Linked DNA regions of Hordeum vulgare: region 2 is linked to region 1. Evidence: chromatin contacts called from public Hi-C data. All regions are on one chromosome and are shown on one strand. Each heading gives the region's core, a stretch centred on a gene start, on an enhancer-like site or on the middle of the called end of the contact. The rest is flanking DNA. Distances are from core to core; before and after follow the strand shown. Region 1 has its middle 6.3 kb from the start of LOC123444933. Region 2 has its middle 29 kb from the start of LOC123444973.

Evidence for each region. A called contact is a pair of places that touch in the nucleus more often than the background predicts.
Region 2: a contact with region 1 is called in a Hi-C map of leaf, with 3 times the contacts expected there. The contact joins two enhancer-like sites. A contact is called at or near these places in 2 of 6 Hi-C or Micro-C datasets (leaf and seedling).

The regions. Positions count from the first base shown.
Region 1 is chr1H:457,062,699-457,068,740 of MorexV3_pseudomolecules_assembly, reverse strand. No RefSeq gene overlaps it. Among protein-coding and RNA genes, the nearest start is that of LOC123444933, 6.3 kb to the left of the region's middle. Within about 2 kb of position 3,415, at least 3 of the 3 cell types and tissues checked have open chromatin away from gene starts, as enhancers often do. A contact at or near this core is called in leaf, where this site is marked.
Region 2 is chr1H:457,343,971-457,350,417 of MorexV3_pseudomolecules_assembly, reverse strand. No RefSeq gene overlaps it. Among protein-coding and RNA genes, the nearest start is that of LOC123444973, 29 kb to the right of the region's middle. Within about 2 kb of position 4,902, at least 2 of the 3 cell types and tissues checked have open chromatin away from gene starts, as enhancers often do. A contact at or near this core is called in leaf, where this site is marked.

The DNA.
Region 1 (6,042 bases), core at 2,166-4,665:
GATTTTTTTCTTTAGTCTAGTCTCTCGGACTAAAAAAAAGTCTAGTCCCTTGAAAAGAAACATAACCAGAGATTGTTCTGAACTAGCAAGTTGTTATGATTACTAGAAGCGATGCTGCAAGGTATATATACAGCTACGGATGTGATGCATCATTACAGTTTGTACAGGCCGAACTATGGATGCACAAAGACCAACCGATATTTCTATTTACAAGTACGTGCCGCAATATAATTTGCTATAGAACATTTCATGAGTAGTTCAAAAATTTGGCCCAAGATAAATCTCATATTCTCTTCGTTCGTAAATATAAGTCTTTCTAGAGATTCCAATAGCGATTACATACGGATGTATATAGATATATTTTAGTGTGTAAATTCATTCAGTTTGTTCCGTATGTAATGCACAATGAAATCTTTAAAAAACTTATATTTAGGACCGGAGGGAGTACATCAAAAGGTCACTTCTATTTATGCCTGGCCATCTTTCGGGACGGGCCTACCAAAGCCCGATGCAAAAAAATTATTTTCGAGCCGGGCCCGGCCGTCGGGCCTAAAAGTGAGGCCCAAGCCCGGCCCATTGGTCAAAAATCCTGTCGGGCCTCGGGCCTCGGGTCGGGCCTCTTCCTTGGACTACAGAATTGCTAGGCCCGAGCCTAGCTCAGACCTGCCATCAGGCTCAAGATCTAGGCCCAGGCCCGGCCCATGGGCAACGTCGGGCCAGGTCGGCTCGAGCTTTTTTGGGCCGGGTCGGATCGGGCCTACCGGGCCGGACTGTTCATGGCCAGATATATTTCTATTGAACAAAGCTTTCAAATTGAAATCTTTTTCACCATCGATTTTTTATGAGATATATGGTTTGGTATTTTTATTTCATTTCACTTTATATCGTTCTTACACTAGAGTCTACTATACCTTTAGGCCACTATATTTTGGGACAGCTCTACAGATTTTTAAATGGAGACTACTCATTTTTTGGGTGGATACCCTTCTTTGCTGAATTGAGGCGACTGCATTTCTTGCTGAAGTCTACTGCAGTTTTTTTGTTGAAAGTCTACTGCATTTTGTAGTGATTTTAATGCATTTCATTCATTTTTTCCACACTCTACTAAAAATCTCTACAGTTTTGCTGAGCGAGACATTGATAAAAAAACGTAAAAACGACTCAATATGATTAAAATATGGTAATATTAATTTTCTAAAAAATGAGGAATACCTCTGGCCTCTGCATCAATAAGATGCATGTGATTCCTTTACTAATGAAAGCAACAAAAAAGTGTGCGGTTCAGAATAAGCTCATAAAAAGCTATAAAATAATTCAAAAGTAAATAAAAATGCCACAGCCGATGAAGGTACTAATGGACAAACGTTCGCTGGAAGGAGCTTCCAGTGAAAGTCCCTACAGACGTGTGATTGAAATCAAATGGATGCATTTAAAAAAAAGGTACATTGTGTTTGCTGGCAGTTATCCCTATTTCATTGGTCATCAATGTGATTTATAGCACTTTTCGATACCTTCAAGTGAGTATACATTTGAAGTCTATTGGATGTAATTTTGTGCAAGTTCGCAAATGGTCATGCTCGAGGCTCTTCTTGTCGAATCGTTCCTAGGCAGATTGAGGACCGCAGTGGGAACGATCGTGTTGCTTACCTCGACGCAAGATAACATTCAGCACTCCCTTCAAGGAAATACAGAATAACTGAACATATTAGTCGGTAAACCATTTGCTACTTGCTAGTCAGTACTCATGTCCTCGTCTTGATTCCAATTTGATAGCTAGATTTGCACCAAAAGAAACCAAAAATAAAATACACCAAAGAAATTAGTACTATAAAATAAGTTTTTTGACAGGTAGAATAAGATTTACTGATTTTATTCATGGGGATAAATTCCCGCTCCAAAAGTCAAAACACTCTAGACACTTCGGTGATTGGATGCCGTTACCACTTGTAAAAAATAAAGTTAACTCCGCTTAAGTTCAGCTGTCATGTCGGTCGACTTGGAAAGGTGCTCTATAACACAATGTGGTAGTGGCAGTGGCAGTATCAAATGACAGCAGGAAGATTCAGTTCCACAGGCACATATTCACCACTTTCGGCCTTTTGGCGTGAACAATCATGCCTCCAGGGTCTAGCTAGGTAAACCGTGCCGTTGGTCCACCATCGCCACTCATGCAACCATCCTCGAGGCGCAGGCAGGCATAGTTCGTCAGATCAAGTTGCTCTGATGATCAACCCACATCGACGCATTCCATCATGCGCAGAGCACAGTGGGCACACGAAATGCTGCCGCTTTCGCATCGGACATGCACTCACTGCACCGGCCGCAAGTAGCCGGTCCACCCCACCCGCGCTCTTTAGTCCTTACCGACCGCATCTGATCTCCTCATCCTCTGCACCAACAGACCACCGACTCACGCATCGACCAACCAAACGCAACGACCCGTCCAAATCGCATCGCATCGCAAAGACAACCTCGTTCTACGGCGGGTACGCATGCATGCATGTCCTATGCCCGACTAGCCCGAGTGTCAATGTGGGCTCGGGTTGGCCATGAAGGATGAAGCTAGTGGAGGAGAAGTGAAGCCAGAGGGGCCGAGGATGCTTTGGCCGACTTGCACGTACGAACGGAGCAAGTAGATTCGTTGCTTGCATGCGGCCATGATGGAAACTCTGCGTAAAGGAACTCTAGGCTGATATGACACATGGTAGCTAGTGCGATGCTGGCTAAGACGTGGCCGCTTTTGCTGTGCTGGACCGCGGAAATTGGAGCTGCTTTCGCCCCCACAGCCAGGTCGCACTCCGCCTAATGCAACCTGGGCAGAGGGCAGCCCGGCATGCGCCTTTCCCAGCGCACGGCGGCCGACTGCCCGGCCCTGGGCTAAACGCCGACAACAATGTACCTCGACGAGCAGTTGGTTGTTCAGCACTTGCATTGCATGCGCCGGCCGCACCGCACCTCGATCGATCACTGCTCGATCGCCCAAAGCAAAAGCTACCGCCAATGCTGCTGACGCCGGAACGCACAGGCAACAGCTGCCTGCGTGGCTAGCTACCCAGCGTACGTACGTCTCCGTCTCTTTCCTGCTGCCCTTTGCCCTACCCAGGATATTTCCGAGACGACGACGACGACGATGAAGATATATCATGCATATGATATGACGATGGTGGCTCGAGCGGCTGATGCGATGAGAGTGAGGCACACGGTCTTTTGGCTTTTGGTACATCCCTTTTTCAGCTAGCACGCTAGAAATCGCCGTGTAGTGTGCACTACCTGTCTCCGTTGTGCTTTAATAATTTAGTATTAGCAAGGAGGTGATCGGATAGGGAAAAAAGGTGACGATATGTACAAGGCTAGTGATGTGCATGATCGAGCACTACTGCCCAAGTCGGCTGGTCGGGCTCCATATGATGTGGTGTGGGGGTGCTCTCTTTTTTCTTCTTGTTGTTATCTTAAGCTTATCTCGAGCTCAAAGTGAGCGCCGCAGCGACCTGCCCGTGACACGGCTTTGTTGCTTGGACATGGCAAAAACGCCAAGACAGGGTGGATTGCACGTAACAACGCACCGTTTTCCCGTGATTCACCTGGCAGACATGCATGGTGCTATGACATGGAGAGGTGCCAACAAATCTAGCAGTCGATCCACGCCGGGGTAAAGCTTGCCGTTTCCGGTACTAGGATCGGTCCATCGGCCGGCCGGTGCGCGATGACAAATCGCCGCGCCGTGTAGGGAGGGGAGTAGGTAAAATCGCGGATCGAAGCCAAAGAGAACCGTCCTCTGAAAAATGCTAGCCAGGAAAAATGACTAAGCTGGTGGAATGTTCTTCTTTTAAAACTAGGAAGAAGAATTTCATAATTTTTAACAAAGAGGAAGATAGAGTCTCTAGCCGTCCCTTCCGACATGGATGGAGCAATTGATTTTGCCTGGAATGCATGTGTGTGTTCTTTACCATGGAGGAATGAATGTGTCATGCAGTCTTAGAGCATCTCCAACAGCGGCGTAAAAAGGTGCGCGCGCGCTAAACATGTATTTTACCGCGTGCGGGACAGATTGACGCGCTCCAGCGGTGGTGGGAAAATCACGCGCGCTGGAACAGCTTGCGCGCGCGCGCGAAAAGGCGGCAGCTCGCGCGCCATTTTTGCGGCGCCGCGTCCCGCGCGCCCATAAAAGGCAGCGCGCTGCCGCTTCCTCGCGCCACCGCTCCGCGCGCTCTCTCTCCCTCTGCCTCTCGCGCCGCCGCCCCAACGCGCTCTCTCTTCCTCTGCCTCTCGCGCCGCCGCCGCCGCGCCACCATGCCGCCGCGCCGCCGTTCTGCATCGGGCTACCGCGGCGTCCGCCAGCGCCCCAACGGCGGGTTCTACGCCGAGATACGCTCCGGCGATCTCCAGCTTAGCCTCGGAACCTACGACACGGCGCACGAGGCCGCCCGCGCGTTCGACGCGGCGGCTTGGCGCCTAGGCAGGCCGCGCCTCCAAATGAACTTCCCGGACGTCCACACGCTCCAGCAGGCGTTAGACCTCGCCCCGCCGCCTCGTCTAAACTCCGCACAAGACCGTGCGGAGCACACTGCGCTGCAGCGCCGCCTCCTCGTCGCCCAGGAGGACGAGCGGGTCATGGCGGAGTGGCGCCGGCGCCACCCGGAGGACGTCGCCTACGAGCAGGAATATTGGGAACGGCGCCGCGAGGAGGACATGCGCCGGCGCCGCGAGGAGCGGTTGGACAAGCGTCGTCGGAAGGCATTGGCGTGTGGGCAGGCCGACCTCGTCAATGCAGGCGGGAGGTCCTTCTTCACTGAAGAAGATGAGCGTTGGTTTGACATCTGGCTGTCAACCTCTGACGACACCAACGACGATGATGACGGTGCAGATGACTGGAGCGACTAGGATTAGTTTTTTTGTTTTTGAACTATCTAGCATCGAACTATCTATCTATGTTTTCGAACTACCTATCTAGTTGCAATCTATGTAAAATAACTTTATATCATTTTTATTTATTAATGCAATCTACTTTAAAAAATGTTGTGCGCGCGCTGCATTTTTGGGCACTGCTGGAGCGGCGCGCGCGCTGCATTATAGCGCGGCTGTTGGAGCCAGCGCCTATCCCCGCGCTAAACCAGCCGAAGCGCGCGGCAAACGCCTTTTTTGGGCGCGGCGCGTAGCGCGGCTGTTGGAGATGCTCTTACTTGTTTTATGCCTGTTCTGCCATTTTTATCCTGTTTGTAAGACTTCATGATGCACTAGGTTTTTTTAGAAAAGGAGGATGACCCCCGGCCTCTGCATCTGGGAGATGCATGCGGCCATTTTATTGATTATTCTCGAGAACCTTACAAACCGTACAATAATATGCCTGAATCCGCCATCTTGGCAACATCTGCCGCTACTCCTATCCATATGATGAAGGGGTGCAACCTGGACCAAACACCCGAACCTCTCACCTAAGCCTAACATTTAAAGCCGAAGACCGTGACCGAGCCACATACCGGGTCCGGGACACAAACCGGTCTGACTCACTCACATGTGTCGTCGCCGCCATCTTCCACTAGTCCATCTTCAGATCAGATTGAGGTACCAGCCTTGGCAGGTGCCTCCGCCATCGACGCCATCATGACGCCAAACGACGACCTCCACCTACGCGAGTCCATCTCCAAGCAACGGACGGAGATCCATGCTAGGATAGGGCCGCACCACCGCCGTCGCCCACCACCCACAAGCGCCACCCAGCCCCAAGGTTTCCAAAGCGGCGCCTTCAAGAAGGGAACGGCGCCGTGAGCGCCGCCGCCGCCCAACAAAGTTAAGGCTTTCGCCCGGGAGACCTAGGGGAAGGGGAAGTGAGGGGATCAGTCCATACCGACGCCTCTAAGGAGGGGAACGGCGCCCTCAGGCGTCGCCGTCGACGCGGCCGACCATGGCCAACCAGGGATTTCGCCCGAACTAGATCCCCACCACCACCAGCACCTCCTGTACAAAACCGGCAATCCAAGGAAGCGCGGCCCGACCAGGCTGGCCCGCACGCCGAACATGGGAGGAGGGGAGGCGCCAGATCGC
Region 2 (6,447 bases), core at 3,653-6,152, 280 kb before region 1:
ACAACTTTTAAGAAATGATCCAAAAACATTGAATGTATTTTCAAGTCTTGACGTTGTAGTGTGTTCCTAAATAATTTGCACTTCGCATGAACCATCGGCAAACATTAGTGCCAACGGTTAGTATCGGGCGTCCAGGAACATTAGGTCACGACTCACGAGTACGACTCCTCTCCAGCGCACTGCATTTATTGGGGCGCAAACTCATGCGTGGGTCGCACTTGAATCATACTTTCTCCTTTTCATTCAAATCTAAATTTTTATCAATCAAGGTAGTGTGAGAGCGGATGACACGAGTTTTATGAATATATAACTGCCTAATAAAATATTTCTCATTTATTCAACTTTCGAGGCAATAAGTGCAGCATCCTCCTTTTTCATTAGACTTGTGTGTTGAATGTAGAATAAGATGCATGCATGATGACTAATTCCCTCATTTTCATTAAATATGATGTGAGACTCAAACTATTTAACTGAACTGAACTCAAAGTGAGCCTAATATAATAAAAATTTAAAAAGTTTGAGATGAATCATCTAAACCGAAAAGGAGGGAGTACTATAGAAATCCCAAGGAATTGGAAGTAGTCGTCAATCTCCGCATTGTAATCCAAACCAGGATCCATCATGAGAGCATCTACAGTCGAACTTAGCAAATATGACCCTTATACGCCCGTAGGCGCGTCCGGTCAGTGACCGGACGTATTCATTTTGAATCCCTACTTTTTCGTCCGTGAACCCGCATATCTCATAATTTTTTTCTTATATGTCTGATCACTTACACGTGATTGATGAAGAGGAAGAAAAAAAATGAGAAAAGATGGTTCAGGTGGGGTCGTGTCTTATGTGAGGGACTGACCGGACATTACCAGACGCGTCCGCGAACCCTCATATCATCATCTTATTTAAGATGTATATGAGAGGTACGAGTCAGTCTCAACGATTGAGACGGATATGACGGGTCTAGTTAAATCGTATTCTTATGACCAGTTAATGACCGAACGGTCTGTCCAAATGTTTTAGACGAATACAAGGGATCCATTTGTAGATACTCTAAACCCGCGGAGACTATTTTGGTTGCCAAGCTGCCAGCCCTGCTTAGCCCAACATGACTTGTTTCACTCCTTCTCAGTCAAACGCAAACACTAGGCATTCCCTACTTGGCGCTGCAAGCGCTTGTTATAGACCATTTTGCTAACGGGCGTCTCTAGAGCGCATCCTCAATTGCGCGATCGAACCCAGAACCTCACGATTCATAACGACCATTACCGCACTAACTAGTACGCCATCGCAATCCATGTGATTGATCTTATCATTTCCTCCGTTTTATTTTCTTTTTCCTTGTATTTTCGGTTTGCTATAGTTTTGGGCGTTTTTTTTTCTTGTATTTTTCTTTGTTTTCTCAAATGCACATTATTTTTTCAACTTCTTAAAACAATTTTTTTCAGTTTTATGAACTTCTTTCAAATTTGATGAACTTTTTAAAAAATCGATGAACTCTTTTTTGATTCGATAAACTTTTTAAAATTTGATGAACTTTTTTCAAATTCGATGAACTTTTTAAAATTGGATGAACATTTTTTCCCAAATCGCGAAACTCTTTTTTAATTCAATGAACTTTTTATAAAATGTGACAAAAAATTCAAATTGGATGAACTATTTTAAAGTTTTAATGAAGTTTTTTCAAATTCAATGAACTTTTCTGAAAAACGATCTACTTTTTTCCAAATTTGACGAACGTTTTTCAAAATCATTGAACTTTTCATAAAAATTAATGAACCTTTCTCAAATGTGATAAACATTTTTCAATTTTGATTATTACTTTTTAAAATTCTGTCAATATTTTTCTCATTTAAAGAACGTTTTTTTGCAGAATTAATGCTCTTTGTTTCTGAAAAAATAATGAACATTTTCAGGATCTGCAGGGGCGCCAGAGCTGTTTGATGGCCAGCCCAGCATGGGGCGCTGCAGGCGCCAGGGGCGCAAACGGGCGCCTGCAGCGCTGTATAGGTGGTCCCCAAACACTACACCCCAACTCACACAAACACCGCACCAATGGGCATTTTCTTGGGCCCAGACCAACGAAAATGCCAAACGGACGCCGATCTTCACGAAAGCTTTTATTTAAAAACATTAAAATTCGAAATGTTCAGTTCCAAGAAATTCTAAAAATAAATACACATATACCTAGATACTCCATCCATTTTTAAATATAAGTCTTTTTAGAGATTTCACTAGCAGACTGTATTTGGATGTATATAAACATATTTTAGAATATAGATTCATTCACTTTGCTTCGTATGTAGTCTTCTAGTGAAATTTCTAAAAGACTTATATTTAAAAACGGAGGGAGTACATAACATACATTTGTGTAAATTTTCAGGTCGAAATACATTAAAATGTCAGCTACACAAAAAAGACAAATCTGGTGCTTTTTAGCTTATGTACTGTTCATCTTTAAAGACCAAGATTTTGTTCTTTTTGCACAGCTCACAATTCTAGGTATTCCATTCTGAAATTTTGCACATATATAATTTACATCCTTGCTTACATGTGTATTTATTTTCATATTTTTTTGAAATTGAATTTTATGAATTTGAATTATTTTTTAAAATAAAGGACTCCATGAAGCTCGGTCTCCAAAATACCCTACTCCAAGACCGAGACATAGTGTTGTATTATTATTATTTTTGCATGTATTGATTTTTAAATTGACGCATATGAAAATGAACTGAAATATAACAATCAACCGATTGTATGTATTGATTGAAAAAAAGACTAAAAACTATGTTTATGTATTTAGTGACTTAAATTGAGTCATTATATCAATTTCATTTATGTAGTGAAAATAGAAGATGAAGAGATTCTCTTCATAGGTGCTTGCAATAGTAGTTTGTACACTTTTGTATTCTCGTTTATTATTTGTACTAAACTTTTTATTTTCATATATTATCGTTTTATCAGATCGTTAAGCACTGATTTGGAAAAAAAATGTATAATTGGGTCATATTTTGTATATTTTCACATGGGTAATTTGGGGGTAGCTATGAGTTAATCTTTAGGGGTAATTGTACACGATGCATTTTCGGCCTCTTCAATCCTAGCTCCCCAAGATGACCTAGTGGTGCGTGTAAGTACTCTGCTTCTGTGCGCGCGGGGGCGCGGGGGGGGGGGGGGGGTTGGCTTTTGGCCTATGAGGGTACATACACCTTATATGAAAATAAAATAGGTAAATATATATAAAGTGAAAACATGATTTTTTTTAAAAATAAACTTGACCTTCCATTGCACTACTAAAAAAATCAACACAACAGAAACCTCGTTGACTTGTTTTTTAAAAAGACAAAAAAATGATCAAAATAGTGTGAATAGTGACCTATAATTGCAAAGAAATTTTGTTTTTTTCCTGAAGTTAACATTGGTTCTTATTCGTAAAAGAATATATACTGGTGAAAAAGAAAGCCAAGATTATTGCAAAAAAAGGTCTAAGCTATTTGACTTTAAAAAGATCTCTCCATATAAGATGTATATACACCCAAGAACCAAAGTCCAAAGGGTATTTCACTTTTGTGCATTGCAAACATGCCATGTATGCTTGACATCAATGGGGCTTCGTCCTCGTGAGCTCAACCGCAAATCCCTGCAGGATTCTATTGTATGTGTGGCTGATGAACTGATTGACAAATCCATGGAAGCATGCCTATGTTGGAGAGTGGGGAAGCGGGGTGGCTTAGTGAGGTCATTTGTTTGAAGGTAGCATGTGTTGGAGCCCGTTGGATCTTGTGTTTTATCCCGCAATGTACCCCCTATTAATACCAATGAAAAACAGCTAACTCATTATGTAAGTCTTTCCTTCGCAAATCATTACGTAGGTGTAGCAAAGCCCTGTGCGAATTTATCTAGAAAAAATGGCATACCTTGTGATCTAGACAGAAAAAACTAGACCTTGATAATTCTTTAAAATGAAATTTTTCAGAGAATGGATCTTGCATTTTTATAGCGCCACATATGTCATTTTCTCATGAAACTTTACAAGCAGGTAGAACATTCAACCATGTTCATCCTACAAAAATAATCAAAATTTTAATAATTGTTATGCTGTTTTTTTATTTTATTGTTCATCTGGTTACATGTGCAACACCCGAGGGACAAAACTCCATCTGTTTACATCATTTTATTGATTCGAGGTAGCTTCACCCATTCCCACAAAAAAAGGAAAATGAAAAAGAAAGAGGTAGCTTCGCCCGGCAAGTGTTTTGGTGCACCTGTCAATGTAGATTACAGCTACCAGTAGAAGTTTATCCAGGTGTGCTTCGGTAGACCCCTTTCATAAAACGTAGAAGAAGATTGTATATCCATCTCGTATTGTATGCTACATGTTGTTGTATGTATGTAATATGAGGTGCGTATATGTACAATGCTCTATAGTGTGTAAAAATATACAGAATGAGATGGATATATGTTTTTCTTTTCTATGTTTTAGGGGTTTTATCGAAACAAAAGTATGTCTACGATTGAGCGACGGTGGACATGTCCCCCCAGCACCTAGAATGCCCGGCCAGCGTTCTGGGCTCCTGGTGCACCCGGCCATGTAGATTGCCACTACATGATGCAACATACAATGAAGAAAGAATGAAACTGGCTACTGTGTTCTCATTATATTTTCTATAACGTGCACTGATGTGCTCCATTAGTTTGAAGTAACAGCCTTTACAGCAGAGCTGGTGTTGTATAGTTCAAGTGGTAGCTGTAGAAAACTGTTGACGATGTGCAACTTGTGTTGCAAACCGAGATGGCCTCCACTTCGTGGAGCTTCGGTTTTTGTTTCCGTTCTACTATATGGTCCACTATGGAGCCTCGGGATCTGGACTGCTGAACGGAAGAATATACTCCATCACTGCTGACCCGGCTACCAGTGTTCAGATGCACTGCACATTGCCTGGCAGTTTGGCAACTTCCCATGACCCAAGGTTCCAAACGGCGCCATCACGATCGGCGCTAGTTCTGATTCTGATTGGGGAACATGGATTTGGAGTATATTCCAGCTACCAGTAGTATTTTATGACAATTTTTTTATTCTGACCTCTCTAACTAATAAAATTAGATTCGACCTCATCTAAAAAAATACAATCTAACCTCTTTACGTGACGCCAACCTCCCTAGCGTCTGGGTTGCACGACAGATGTCACGGACCCTCGCGTCTGGTATGGGTCCGCTCGACCGACAACTTCGTTGACTTGCTGATGTGGCAAAAGGCTAGACGCCAAGGACCCTGGTGTGTGGTCTCCAGACCCAAACGTCGTAGATTTTGGCGTCTGGGCCGTGCGATTTAGTGCAATGGTGCTGGTACTCCCGATGCACCCCCACACACCAGGGGCAGTGGCATTTGGCCTAAAAGGGCACGTCACCACACGACGGAGATGTTGGCGTCTAGGCCCTGCAATTTAGTGCAATGGTGCTGGTATTCGTGATACACCCCGAGACACCAGGGACCTTGGTGTCTGGGTCCTCCACCAGGGCTGATATATGTAATAGAGTGTTTGTGTGGGTCCCACCACACTCACTTTTCCCAATCATGGATAAAAGATGCACTTCACTTCACTTCACGACAGGTTCATAAATTAAAGATAACATAAAAAGTGCACTTCACTTCATTTCACGACAAGTTCGCAAAGTTAAGATAACATAAGAAGTTCAATACACGAGAAATTCATACAAATTTAACGAGCATACAACAAATTCTTGTCAACATATGAAGTGGCACTCGAGAACTGCGAAGGATCTTTCTTGCTCACTTCCTTCTTCCTCTCTTCGTGGCTTTCCCCTTTCTTGTAGGCACTTTCTTTTCCTCTTCTTAGCTAGACTCCTCCTTCTCTTCTCTCTCTTCCTTTTCCTCTTCTTCGCTAGACTCCTGCTTGTCTTCTCTAATCACCCCCTTAGGCAAAAAGCTTATGAGGACACTCCAAACTATGAAACCGAGAATTAAATGTCCTTTCACGACACACGTGGTGTCTTATCTTTGCCTTTCTTCTTCTGCATCGATTATGACGGCTCTGACGGCTATGGAGCATCAATATCTACCTCATGCTTCTATGTCTACTCCTCTTGTATTTTGTTCCTCTTCTTCTGTATCATTGATGGTGAGATGACGACGTCTAGCTCTGGAGGAGCGGCTAGTACCAGTTGTAAACACGTCCATGGACTGAGCACTGTGGGAAGAAAGCATAGGTGCCCACTTGTGGAACCTTGTCCTAAACTTCTACGACAACACAACAAAATATGTTAGATGCAAATAACTAATCCATTAAGACAAGCATTTGTAAACATGGTCATACCTCCTGTTAGAAATATGCCCTAGAGGCAATGATAAAATAGTTATTATTATATTTCCTGTTTCAAGATAATCGTTTATTATCCATGCTATAATTGTATTGAATGAAAACATAGATGCAT